Regions from separate parts of the Mus musculus genome. Here region 2 is linked to region 1. Evidence: chromatin contacts called from public Hi-C data. All regions are on one chromosome and are shown on one strand. Each heading gives the region's core, a stretch centred on a gene start, on an enhancer-like site or on the middle of the called end of the contact. The rest is flanking DNA. Distances are from core to core; before and after follow the strand shown. Region 1 overlaps Xylt1 (xylosyltransferase 1). Region 2 overlaps Xylt1 (xylosyltransferase 1).

Evidence for each region. Hi-C and Micro-C count contacts between places; a contact is called where the count stands out from the background.
Region 2: a contact with region 1 is called in a Hi-C map of neutrophils, with 2.2 times the contacts expected there. The contact joins two enhancer-like sites. A contact is called at or near these places in 1 of 15 datasets of contacts at CTCF or cohesin (large pre-B cells), 3 of 484 Hi-C or Micro-C datasets (bone marrow-derived dendritic cells, granulocytes and neutrophils), 3 of 115 datasets of contacts at active chromatin or transcription factors (bone marrow-derived dendritic cells, bone marrow-derived macrophages and double positive thymocytes) and 3 of 9 other capture datasets (adipose tissue, liver and pancreatic islet).

The regions. Positions count from the first base shown.
Region 1 is chr7:117,484,542-117,490,436 of GRCm38.p6, reverse strand. The region is part of intron 2 of Xylt1 (xylosyltransferase 1); the gene reads right to left. Among named protein-coding and RNA genes, the nearest start is that of Xylt1, 110 kb to the right of the region's middle. Within about 2 kb of position 3,441, at least 117 of the 459 cell types and tissues checked have an H3K27ac peak or open chromatin away from gene starts, as enhancers often do. A contact at or near this core is called in neutrophils, where this site is marked.
Region 2 is chr7:117,573,397-117,579,291 of GRCm38.p6, reverse strand. The region is part of intron 3 of Xylt1 (xylosyltransferase 1); the gene reads right to left. Among named protein-coding and RNA genes, the nearest start is that of Gm34762, 180 kb to the left of the region's middle. Within about 2 kb of position 2,136, at least 13 of the 459 cell types and tissues checked have an H3K27ac peak or open chromatin away from gene starts, as enhancers often do. A contact at or near this core is called in neutrophils, where this site is marked.

The DNA.
Region 1 (5,895 bases), core at 2,192-4,691:
CAAAAACAAACCAAAACCTCCAAACAAACAAACAAACAAACACCCAAAACCCAAACAAAACCCCAACACCAACAAAACAAGTTTTCCTTTGAAGAAGCAGGTAAGTCTAACTCGTTCGTATTCACAGTCAAGAGAAGAAAGTGACCTATGAGGATCTTCCATGGACTGAACAAGGAACAATTTTCCTGGAGTTCTTAGGTGCCAAAGTCTGTGTTGACAAGCCCAGAGATGTGCCCTCCCCAGCCTTCTGCAGACGTTGTCTCCTAGGGAGACAGATAAAAGAACCTCCACAGGACATTTCTTAGTACATATGAGATCCTGGGGTCAAAGTCAAACCCTACCACACAAAAGACAGCAAGGGGTGAGATAAGCCTGGGTCTGACTCTCAGACCCTCATGCTCTTGACCGCTGTCTCCGAGGACAATTCCTTCCTCACTGCAGACCTGCCCACTATTGACCCATTGACCCAATGACCCATTTCCTAACTCAATTCCCCTGAACTCATCCTGCACATGTAAGATTCTTGCCTATCTACACTGCACCTCTCTCTGAGGTTAAGAGTCATATACAGCCCAGGATGACTTCAAACTCACTCTGTAGACAAGGGCAGCTTTGAACTTCTAATCCTCTTGTCCCCTTGCTCCAACCGCTTGGATTTCAGCCATGTAGCGCCACACCTGGTTTTGTGCAGTGTCAGCTGTCAAACTTAGGGCTTCATGAATAGTTAGCAAGCACTTTACCTACATTTTTGTTTTAATGCTCCTTAACTATGTTCTTTCTTCTCCTTTTGTCAACATCCCATTCACCCACCATGAAAGCTCTTCCAATGTCCTCATTTGGTCCCCTCTGTCTCCAAACTCACCTCTACAACCCATTCCCACACAGCAGCAGAAGGATCTCAGATTGATCTCCTAGTGAGTGGTTCTCCTGTTCAGACACCTTTGGTGGGTCTCTATCACCTACAGGAGGATTTAGGGCCTCTTGATGTGGTCTTTGGTACTTAAGCCTTTTCCTTCTGCATCAGCCACCTCACATGCTAATCCCTGACCCTTGCCCCCGGCTTCCTTGCCGCCATCAGCTCCTATAATTTCCTATAATTTTTCCTGTTGGTGCTCACGCTCCACCTCTGTTTTCAGGAACAGCTTTATCTGTATGGAAGGATATGTTCTGATCCTGACTTAATTCTCACTCACCCTTTGGAACATGTTGTAAACAGCTGCTTCGCTAGGGAGCCAGTCCCTGGGGTTCTGTTGGGAGTGCCAAACATTATCACTAAATGGACAAGAGCTCACAGATAGGAACATCAATAGGCCCTTCCCATAGGTTGGACTCTATGTAGCTCAGTGACTGAGTACTTTCCTAGCTTGCTCAAAGGTGCCAGGTGCCATTCCCCACATGGACATAAATTGACATACAAAGATCCAGCTATAAACAGAGAAGAAAGCCAGAAGATAGTGAGCTAGCTCAGTTGGTAAAGGGGCTTGCTGCACAATGATACAAGCCTGCCAACGTGAGTTTGATCCTTGGAATTCACATAAAGATGGAAGAAAAGAACTAATCTTATTAGGTTGTCCTCTGACCTCCACACATGTGCCCAGGTAAATACTACTACTACTACTACTACTACTACTAGTAGTAGTAGTAGTAGTCTTGCACATGATCACTCTGTGGGAACTTAGCGACACATCTACACTAACATGTCTCAATAACCTCCCAGGACCTGTCTAGGAAGCTATGGACTTAGGAGTCTATGGAGAGAGTGTGCTGGGGTCTTTGAACTTGTATTTACACAGGCATTATTTTTGCTAATTCTGGTTCCTTCATTTATGAATATAGCTGCAATGGTGTTGCCAGTACCCGAGACCTCGACACTGATACAAGCTGCAGACATGTTCATGTCACACTACCTGGCAGCAGACACCTCAGGTTACTATTTACCTCTCTCTCTTCTAGATGACAGTAGTTAATAAGTTTGCTGCCAAGTCTAGTTAGCAAGCATGCTAAAATGCAGACAAGCACAGGGTCTCCTGCAGACTTCTGGCTTTATGTATATTCTGTAGCAGCATTTGAGACAGATGTTTACCTTTGCCTTACAATGCATCTACTTTTCTTTTGGAATATTATTCAGAGACTGAATGGCAGAGTTTCTTCCAGATGCCAAAGGGATAGAACAATGGTGACAATGACCTGCTCTAAACTGTGGGCTCACAGGAGTCAAAGTACTGGCTCCTGCATATCCTACCCCTGGTACTCAAAGCACTAGTTGGTGCATGCTAAGGATTTCCAACAAATGAACTGAGGTAGTTTGGCTGCCTGTATATGTATATGAGAGAGAGGGAATGAGGGAGGGAGAGAGAGAGAGAGAGAGAGAGAGAGAGAGAGAGAGAGAGATCTACATACCTACATATTCATCATCGGCCTGCCATTTATCTGTATATCATCTATCTATCTATCTATCTATCTATCTATCTATCTATCTATCTATCTATCATCTAACATATCTATCAATCATCTAACATATATCTATCAATCACCTATATATCAATCACATATCTGTCTGCCTGTCTGTCTGTCTATCATCTATCACCATCATCTGAATGGCATCTAACAATCCATCACTCAATCTCTGCATATATGTATCACTCTGGATCCTTCCTTCTATGCAGTTCTCTATTCCTCCATTTTTTACAATAACATCCATCCATTCACCACCCAAGCATCCATCCATTCATCCATCCATCCATCCATCCATTCCTCCATCATTTAGCTACCACCATTTATCATCCATAACACCTTCTATTCATCTATTCACTATGTATCTGCCCATCCATTACTCTCATTCTCTCTGCTCTCCATCCATCCATCCATCCATCCATCCATCCATCCATCCATATATACCTTGTCTCAGCCAACCCGCAGTTCGAACTATTACCACTGCCAGAGTCAAATCTTTAGCTCAGCTGGGCAGTTCATTTGTGTACTTGGTCAAAGGGAAACATAACCCAGCGTGTAAATAGGTGGTATTATTTTCTTATGTGGCCTTGGGCATGTCTTTTCACATGCTTGTGGCTTGGTTATCTTCCAGAGGTCTAGCACAGAGCTCTGTGTCCAGCTGCCATACCACAGGTTGGGCCACGAGCCCAGGCATAACCCTGAGCCTGGGCCAAGACCATTGACTCCCCAAAGAATGCATTGATTTTTTTTGCTTTTAAAATATCACAGAGTGGTTGAGCCTCAAAGGCAGTCACAGCTATTACTAAATCCACCCACTGTGCCATGATGGCTGAGCTCTGCTAAGATCCAACACTTGCTGGCAATATGACCTTGGGTGACTTAACTGTCTCTCCCCAGTTTCCTTCTTTTTCTTTACAAGCTTGATGACAGCCACACAATCTCACAGGGGTTTCTGAAACCTTTTTAGCATAGAGATTGAGTAAGTTTACTCCTGTGGGGAACTTACCATAGTGGCCTGCACATAGCTGGGTGCTCGAGCAGTGTTAGGACAATTACTTGCTTTCTCTGTTTCAAGGGGGCAGAGAATCTAAGTGAGACTTGAAATCCTGGAAAGGAAGCAAGGAACCAGCAAATACCCTTTTCAGCAAATGCTTCAATCCCTTACCCCAGCATCTGTCAAGAATGGCACATATTAACAATTGCTCCCATGCTTTTGAAATGAAAAACAGGAAATCACTTAAACGCTCACAGGTCTGAAGGAGCCTCACGCAGGACAAGTCAGTTCCCTTTAGCATCATTTAAAACACGTGCCCTTTGGGCTGGTGAAATCTGGTCACTTATGCTACGGATGTAAGAGTGACTAACAGCTGTGTTGAAAACAGGAAAACGAAGAGGAGCCACCTACATATCTAACAACAGGAAATGGGCTCACAGTGAAGGGACAGCTCATAGAATCAACTAATAGTTATCCCACAGTTTCCACGTACCAGACTCCAAGCCAGGTGCTAGAAAAAGAGTTGGACAAAATAGAAGTTGAATAATCAGGAAGATTAATATGGGCTGATATTAAGTGAGGATAAAGAGACAGGAAGTACCCATCATTATAAAATATGGCTCATTAGATTCTATTTCTTGGAAGTAAACAAATGCCTGTCACCACACCACACACACACACACACACACACACACACACACACACACACACACACACACCACAGTTGCATGCACAGAAAGACAGATGATAACCATGAGTAGCAGTTACCTAAGAATGGTGCAAAGGTCTAGGGACGTCAGTTCCCTGGATAGGCTTCCACATTGGTGGTGTCTTGTTTTACGAGGTGCTTGCGTTGCTTCAGTACATTTTCCAGTGGGTTCTCCTCTCAGATCACGTGCACAAATGCAGCAGCTCTCTTGGCTTCCATTGTTAACACTGGTCCAAATCACTGTGGCATCTCTGTGGCTCTTGCCACAGCCTCCATTCTTGACCACTAGAGATCATTTGCACTAAGGGAGCCACCAATGCCATCATCAAAAGTCAGACCATGTGATTCTTCTACTTCAGATATTCCCAGGGATTCCCAATGTAGTGTGAAAGCAAATTCATTCTAAATTCAACAGCATCCTCCTGACCTAACCCTCTCTCTGCTCTGGCTTTACCACATCAAGAGTACCCTGCCTCAGGGCTTTTGTACCAGTTGCCCCCAGCACGCAGCTGTGTAATGAGCTCCTCCGCTTGCATTGTGCTCAAATGTTGCTCTATGGCAATGTGCATGGTCCTGTCATGTTAAAGGGATACTCTTTCCCTGACTTAGCTTACTCATCCATACCCTTCTGTCTGACTTACTTTCCATAGTAATGGTCCTATCTGATGTACCCACAATTCTCATTTACTATCCTCCAGCATGTATGCTTGGGAGGTCAGGATGTGACTGCTCTGTCACCAGCTCTGAAAAGATTGTCCTGGGCTCTCAATATATACTCATTGCACAAAGAATATGATAATAATATAGCCATACAGCATAGCACCGATGACTGCAACCATGAAATCCAAATTGCGAAAGGACCCACAAGTCCCCAAAGGAGAATTTGTAAAAATAGAAAACAAGAACAAACCCTGCTTGCAGCCAACCCAAACCACCTTCAGAAAACACCCTGTGAGCAACACTTGGAGGTTGGTAGGACCTACAGTGGCCTGTTGTCCTAAGCTGGTGCCCTATACACAGGGTTCTTTCACCAAATCCAGGGATTGATGCCAGGGAGGTCTGAACACGTCATGGTGTTGCGGCCCAAAGCCACAGACTATTTCTGATGGTGTCAGGGGAGCACACACCCTCCTGAGATCGCCTGCCAAACAGATCTGAAACCTCAGTCAACGTCATCCCTGCGGTCTTCAGGGATGCAGGTTGGCATGCTGTTTGGCATTTAATCTGATGCCTTCTGTAGAACAGACAGCTGGACTGAAGGGTCCCACTTCCCCCAAGGAAAAGATGGAGCCCTTTACCTCCTTATAAAGACATATGACCCATGTCTTGCTATTTTTTAAATATAAAAAACAACAGAAGCACTTTGTTTGGCAAATCAGTGCAGAGAAGGGGGACACTTGGTGCATGTTGTATTCAGACTAAGTTTACATGAGGTTATTTCGAAATAACTAGCAGAACCAAGGCTTTACCCTATGCCATCAGCACAGAACCATTGGGGTCATAGGTCATGGGCTTTAGTCTTTGGACGCATTCCTTGTTTTGACAGGCAGTTCTCAGCTAGGGATGATTTGTTCTCCCAGGAACCTGTGGCTAAAGACATTGTTGTCTGTCATACTGCAAGCTGCAGCTCTGGCTGATGGTGGGTAACCAGGGATGCTGCTGAGTGTCCTTGCAGTGCAGAGGGCAGTGAAGAATGAGCAGCCATGGACAAGTACAGAGGGGGGATTAGGGCAGACTT
Region 2 (5,895 bases), core at 887-3,386, 90 kb before region 1:
TCCTTATAGTAATCACATTATGGGCCATTAACGCTGCCTCCTGATCATAAACTATGAATATGCGCTGCAGGTGCTTGCTTTTTAGCTTTTTAAGAAGGGACATTTCCCCACACTGGCAACCATTTGTCATGTTAAAGCTGTCACGGTGCCCAACTCAGACTGGAGTCTTCAAGCTCTGTTCACTTTGGGCTGGTCCTTAAGCCAGTCTCTTCCCATCTCATTGGACCCTTGCAAACACTTGCAAGTGAACTCAGCATGTCTGCTGTATAAAGGGGGAAACTGAGACACACAGGGAGTGAGTATGGAGCTTCAGTCCAGGCAGCCTTGTTCTAGAACTACCTCTACCCATGGCCCCCATGAAACCAGAGTGCCAAGTGAATCTCAGCATCAGGGTCCTCTGCGAGGGCCCCACCATGTGGCACCTGACTTATGAGCTAGGTTTATTTCAACAGTGATTATCCACAGAGGCCAACCCAATACACTGGCTATGTGCCCCCTTGTGTTTGTTTTTCCCATCAGTGGACTTCCAGGATGTCAGATTGATAATGTTGGGGACACCCAGGACATACTGGGTGAGTTAATGGTGCAGAAAGAAATGGATATTGAAGTGTACACTTGAGAAAGTTTGTGGTAGCAGGACATCCCAGGATCCACTTCTGTCATGGCTATCCTGGGTGGGGCTGGAATGCACAGACCAAAGACTGCATGAGGGGAGCTGAGGTCCTGGGCTAAAGACAAGGGGGAATTATTATTATTTAACCACGAGAGCTTCAGCTCCTTCTATGAGTGCTTTTACTGGTTTCTTTGATTTCTCTGTCTATATTGTCACACTCCTTCTGTGTCTGTGAAGATCGCACGCCTTCCTGGGACTGACTGTGGAATATGGAAATATAGACTGCAGAAAATTCAAGCACATAAGACAATATTAAAAAAATAAGAAAGAGGGTCTGGTGAGATGGCTCAGCAAGTGCTGTCAAGTTTGACGATCCGATTTTAATTCCTGGAATCTACAATGAGGAGGAAGGAGAGAAGTAACTCAAGCCGGTGCATATAGCATGCAAATGCACACATGCACCATGCAAATGCACACATGAACCATGCAAGTGCACACATGCACTATGGCACTAGCTAATGTATGTACACATAAATGAAAAAAAAATTATAAGAAGAAAGAGAAAGAAATCAATATCCTGGTTTATCTAGCTGTTGAACATATTAGAAACAGTTCTACATACAGATTATACATGTATGAATATATGTAATATATCTGTATACATTTCAACTTGCAGCATGCCTCCAGCCCGCAGCAATATGCTCTATGTCTTTTCCACATAGATGAATACAACCCCCTCTCTTTGCCCACTTTTTCAATATTCACAGAGCAGGTACTGTGAGCAGCTGCCCTGTCAGGTGCTAGGACACACAAATGAATGATCTGATTTTGTCTCCAGGAAGCCTAGAGTCTGGTGAGGCTGGAGTGTGGAGGGCAGGTGCCAGCTGCAAAGAAGAAGGATAGGGAGAAGGCAATGCTTCTAGGGAAGTTTCCAGAACTTTCTGAGGAAGCCAGAGTGAAGCTAAGAGCTGAGGCAGGAGGAAGTGGGAGTGAGGTAAAGAAGGTATCACAGGGTGAGGTTGGGAGGGGGATGTGTCAGTGGGTGGAGCACTTGCCTTGCAAGCGTGAAGACCTGGGTTCAGATTTCCTGAACCCAAGGAAGAAGTTGGATGAAATGTTACCTGTTGATCATGGTGATGAACCTGCGTGATGCGAAGCAGGGCAAGGTAGAATCCTGGAAGCTAGAGGGTCAGTTAGTCTAGCCTAGTTGGTAAAATTCTAGGCCAGTGAGCGTCAAAGATCTCAAATAAAGGGTACCTGAAAAATGCTACGACACCCAAAGCTGTCCTCTGACCTCCACATGCATGTTTATGTGCACATACACATGTACATACAGGTGCACACACACCCTCATGATCACGCACAAACACACAGAAGCCGCCATTGCACAACAGTGATGAAGACATCACTGAAGAAAGGGAAGATGGTTTTAGTTTAAAGAAAGTGAGCGAGAGGAGAGGTTCATGGTGTGTGTGTGTGTGTGTGTGTGTGTGTGTGCATGCACACACGATACTTCTGCTTAGATGCACACATGATACTTCTGCTTAGATTTTGGCAATTTCCTGTAATTTGGCAATTTCCTATACTGTAGAAAATTTTGTAGTATAATAATCAAAACATCCCGAGCATATAGTTAATGGCTTCTTGGTTCTTCCTTGATTGGCTTCAAAGCCAGGAGCCTCTGTGCCTGGGCTGTACTAGGAAAGAGTGTGAATTGCAAGCTATGGCTCTCAGACACATTCATCTATCTGCAGGTCTCACCTGCCGAAAGATCCCCATTTGCCTTCTGAGGTCACACCCAAGCTTCTGCTGGGCGCACGCCTCTCAGAGATGTGGGCCGGATTATTCAATCACACTGTGCTCATCTTGCTCCCAGTCCAGGTCACATCTGTCCCCTCAGCTCATCCTATGTCCTCTGTCTGTGAAGGTCACACTCCTTCCTGGGACTGACTAGAGTGCACCACCTTGGGTATCCCGAGGGGTGAAAGCAGGCGAAGGTTACTGCAAAGGTCATCTTAGGAAGCTTCAAGAACAAAGCAGCAGAAATTCATTCATTTGTTTGGAAAATAGCCACATATGCCGTAAGTTAGCTAGGCCTTGCTCTGGTTTGACTATGGCAGGTCCCCCGTAGGCTCACGTGTTTCAACACTTGCTCTTAAGCTGATGACACAATTTGAGAATAATACAAAGGATGGGTCCTTTGTATTATTCAGCTGGAGTCATTGGTCAGGGGCAGAGCTTAAAGATTATGTCCACTTCTGTTTTCTGCCCAAGGCTTCTGCTTGCTGGTCCATAGAGATATGTATGACCACTACCTCAAGGTCCCATTGCTATGTATGGAGCTGCCCTAGATGTTGTGCCTTGCCACCATAATGAATGGCATCCTGTAACTGTGAACCAACGCCAACCCTTTCTACCTTAAATTACTTCTGTCATTATTTGGTACCAGCAACAAGAAAAGCAATAATACAAATGTGGGTGTGTGGTAGGGTCAGGTGGAGGGACAGTGCCATTCATTTAAGGGACAATTATCAAGAACCATTACCAGGTAACAGACTGGAAAGTCAGGCAGTGGACCAGCCTCTGCACAGCCTCTCCCAGAGAGGCTCTTACTGAATGAGGAAAGGCTCAGTGAAGCTGTGCCTCACTTTGCACATTCAGAGCCACTTCTGGCAGCCAGCACTTGCCTGCGGTGTTTGCAGTCACTGGTTTGAGAGTTCCTGTCCCATCATACTAGCCTTCCCAGCACAGGGAAGAATGACTTTCCACCTATGGCTTGGGACCCTTTTCTAAAGAAGGAAAGACCTACTAAGGAGCTAGAGAGGAGACAGGTCACAGATCACCCGGAGAGAAGGAAGCCTTGATCTTCAGACAGGACGGGGTTAAGCTAAGACAACCAGCGCCCCTGCAGCTTCCAAAGGCTATCAGCAGTGACAACAGCTTCAATTAAATTAAACCTAGTCAGCTCCACGAGGAAACAAGTGTAATGCTAATTTCATGGGTGTATCAATGTGTAAACCTAACAGATGATGCTTAAATGAGGAAGGCAGAGAGATGACATTTGGTTAAACAATGCATCAGTGGGCAGGATTTGTTGAAACTGCCATTTACAAAAAATAGGAACAGGAGTGAAAATTGGGCAAGCTGTCACCAGGGCCAGCCACCTAGGTGTGGCGTGTGTATCTGTTTGTCTTTGTCAGTATGTGTGTTCTGTGTATTTGTTATTTGTGCATTGTGTATATATATGTTTGGGTATTTGTGTGTGTGTAGGGGTGTGCACATATGTGCAAGGACCCACATTGAGTGTCTTTCACGACCACTCTCTGCCTTACTTTTAAACTCAAGGGCTCTCACTGAACATGGAGATCACAGATTCATTCAGCAAGGCTGGCCAATGAGCTTCAGGAATCCTCTTCTGTCCTCCTTCCTAGTGTTGCAGTGTGTGCTACTATGTCAGGCTTTTTGTTTGGATGCTGAGGAGCCAAACTCAGGTTCTCATACTTGAGTGGCAAGAGCTAAGCCATCTCCCCACACTCCTGGACATTTTTGATAACCTGTTGTTACATGTGTGTTATGGTCATACGAGTTGTCAACTGTGGTTTTGGTTAGCTGGTTAGCTGCATTCTCCTTTATTTAGTCCCAATTCAAACACAAGACACAGGTGCCATCACTATATCCAGGTTGCTTCTATGGCTATTCCATCTTATGCTCTTGGGTCTCTCTGATGGTGACAGAGGTGACAGAGGACATCAGATGACTTTGATGAACACAGATCCAGTCAACTGGCAGGATAAAAGGTAGTTATCATTTCTACACATGTTTGAGAGATTGAGTCACAGGACTGCATCCAGATGCTAGATTCCATAAGGAGAGAACAGAGTTTCTCGAAGCTACCATAGCGTGGATGCTCTAAACCAGCATGTCTTACATAGGGGCAGTTGAGTCCTTCCCATCCCACGGACATTTATGAAGTCTGGAGAAACTTGTAGGTATGAGAACTGAGGGAGTCAGACTTGCACACAGACCTAGAGGAACTGTCGGACTGTTGACTGCCGAGGCGTCATGGCTGCAACAGCAAGGGCTCAGCTGGTCAGCAAGTCAGGTGCTGAGGCTGAGATCCCATCGCAGAACCGTGCATCTCTTAATAAGTCATGGTGGGAAACGAGCAAAACTACAGGTTCCCGTGTTCCAGTCCTGACTGTTTTCAGAGCCCTCTCTAGTGACCAAGATGGCTGCTCTTCCTGTTGGTGAGTATCAGGAATACCAGGGGGTGGGCAGGAATGGCAGGCATTAGGAAAGCCAACAGCAAATGATGGTTAGGATGTGGATGAGAGAAGCTCTTCTACACTGTTGGTGGAAGTCAGAATAGAACCTCATCAAAACCCCTATGAATAGACCTACTAGATGATTCTGCTGTGCCTCTCCTGTGTGTTTATTGGCAGGACCTGCAACTCAACATATTGAAGAGATACTCATACATTAGTGTTTGTGACCACCCCATTTGCTATTGTAAAGTTCTAGAGCCAACCTGGAGCACCCAAAACAGAGTAGTGGATCAGGACACACAGTGAGGGTGGTGTCTGCAGAAAAGTGGATGCAACTGGAGAGAAGCCAGCCAAGCAAATTAAGTCATTCTTAGGATAGCAGGTACCTCATGTGTTCTGTCCAAATGTGTGTCTGTCTGTATAACACTATCCTAGTCCCGTACCTGCCTAGGTACAAAGGGGAATAGTGGGAGGGAAAGAGAGACAGAGAGGACTGGAGGAGGGCATTAGGGGGACTATGCTCAACATACAATATGTATTTGTATGAAAACTGAAAAAAAAAGAATACATTAAGGAAAAGAGAACACCAGTGCGAGTGGAATGAGGAGGTGATGGAAGTCTGCAGACAACTCTTCAACTGCTTCAGGGTCAGCATGAGGCAGCTGTGGCAGTTTACAAAAAAGGGCTGACATTTGTTAAGTGCCTCTCTCTGTCTCTCTCTAGCAAGCCTTGAATTGCAGGGAACATATTCTAAGACTAACCTGTCAGCCAGTGACAACTAAATTACTAACCTTGCCTCCCCCTCTGCCCCATATCCCTGTCAGGTACGCAGCCACGTTCTCAGAGAAAAGCTTCCTGGAGAAGTGTTCTCAGCCCCGGGAAGGTGACCTTTCTGCCAGAATAAACCACATGATCACACGTGCTTCGTGAAGACCCAAAACCTTGGGCTCAGTTGCAAATGTGCATGCTGGGAAGGAACACCATCTGACCAGAGCAGCCAAGCAGAGTTGTTGGGGT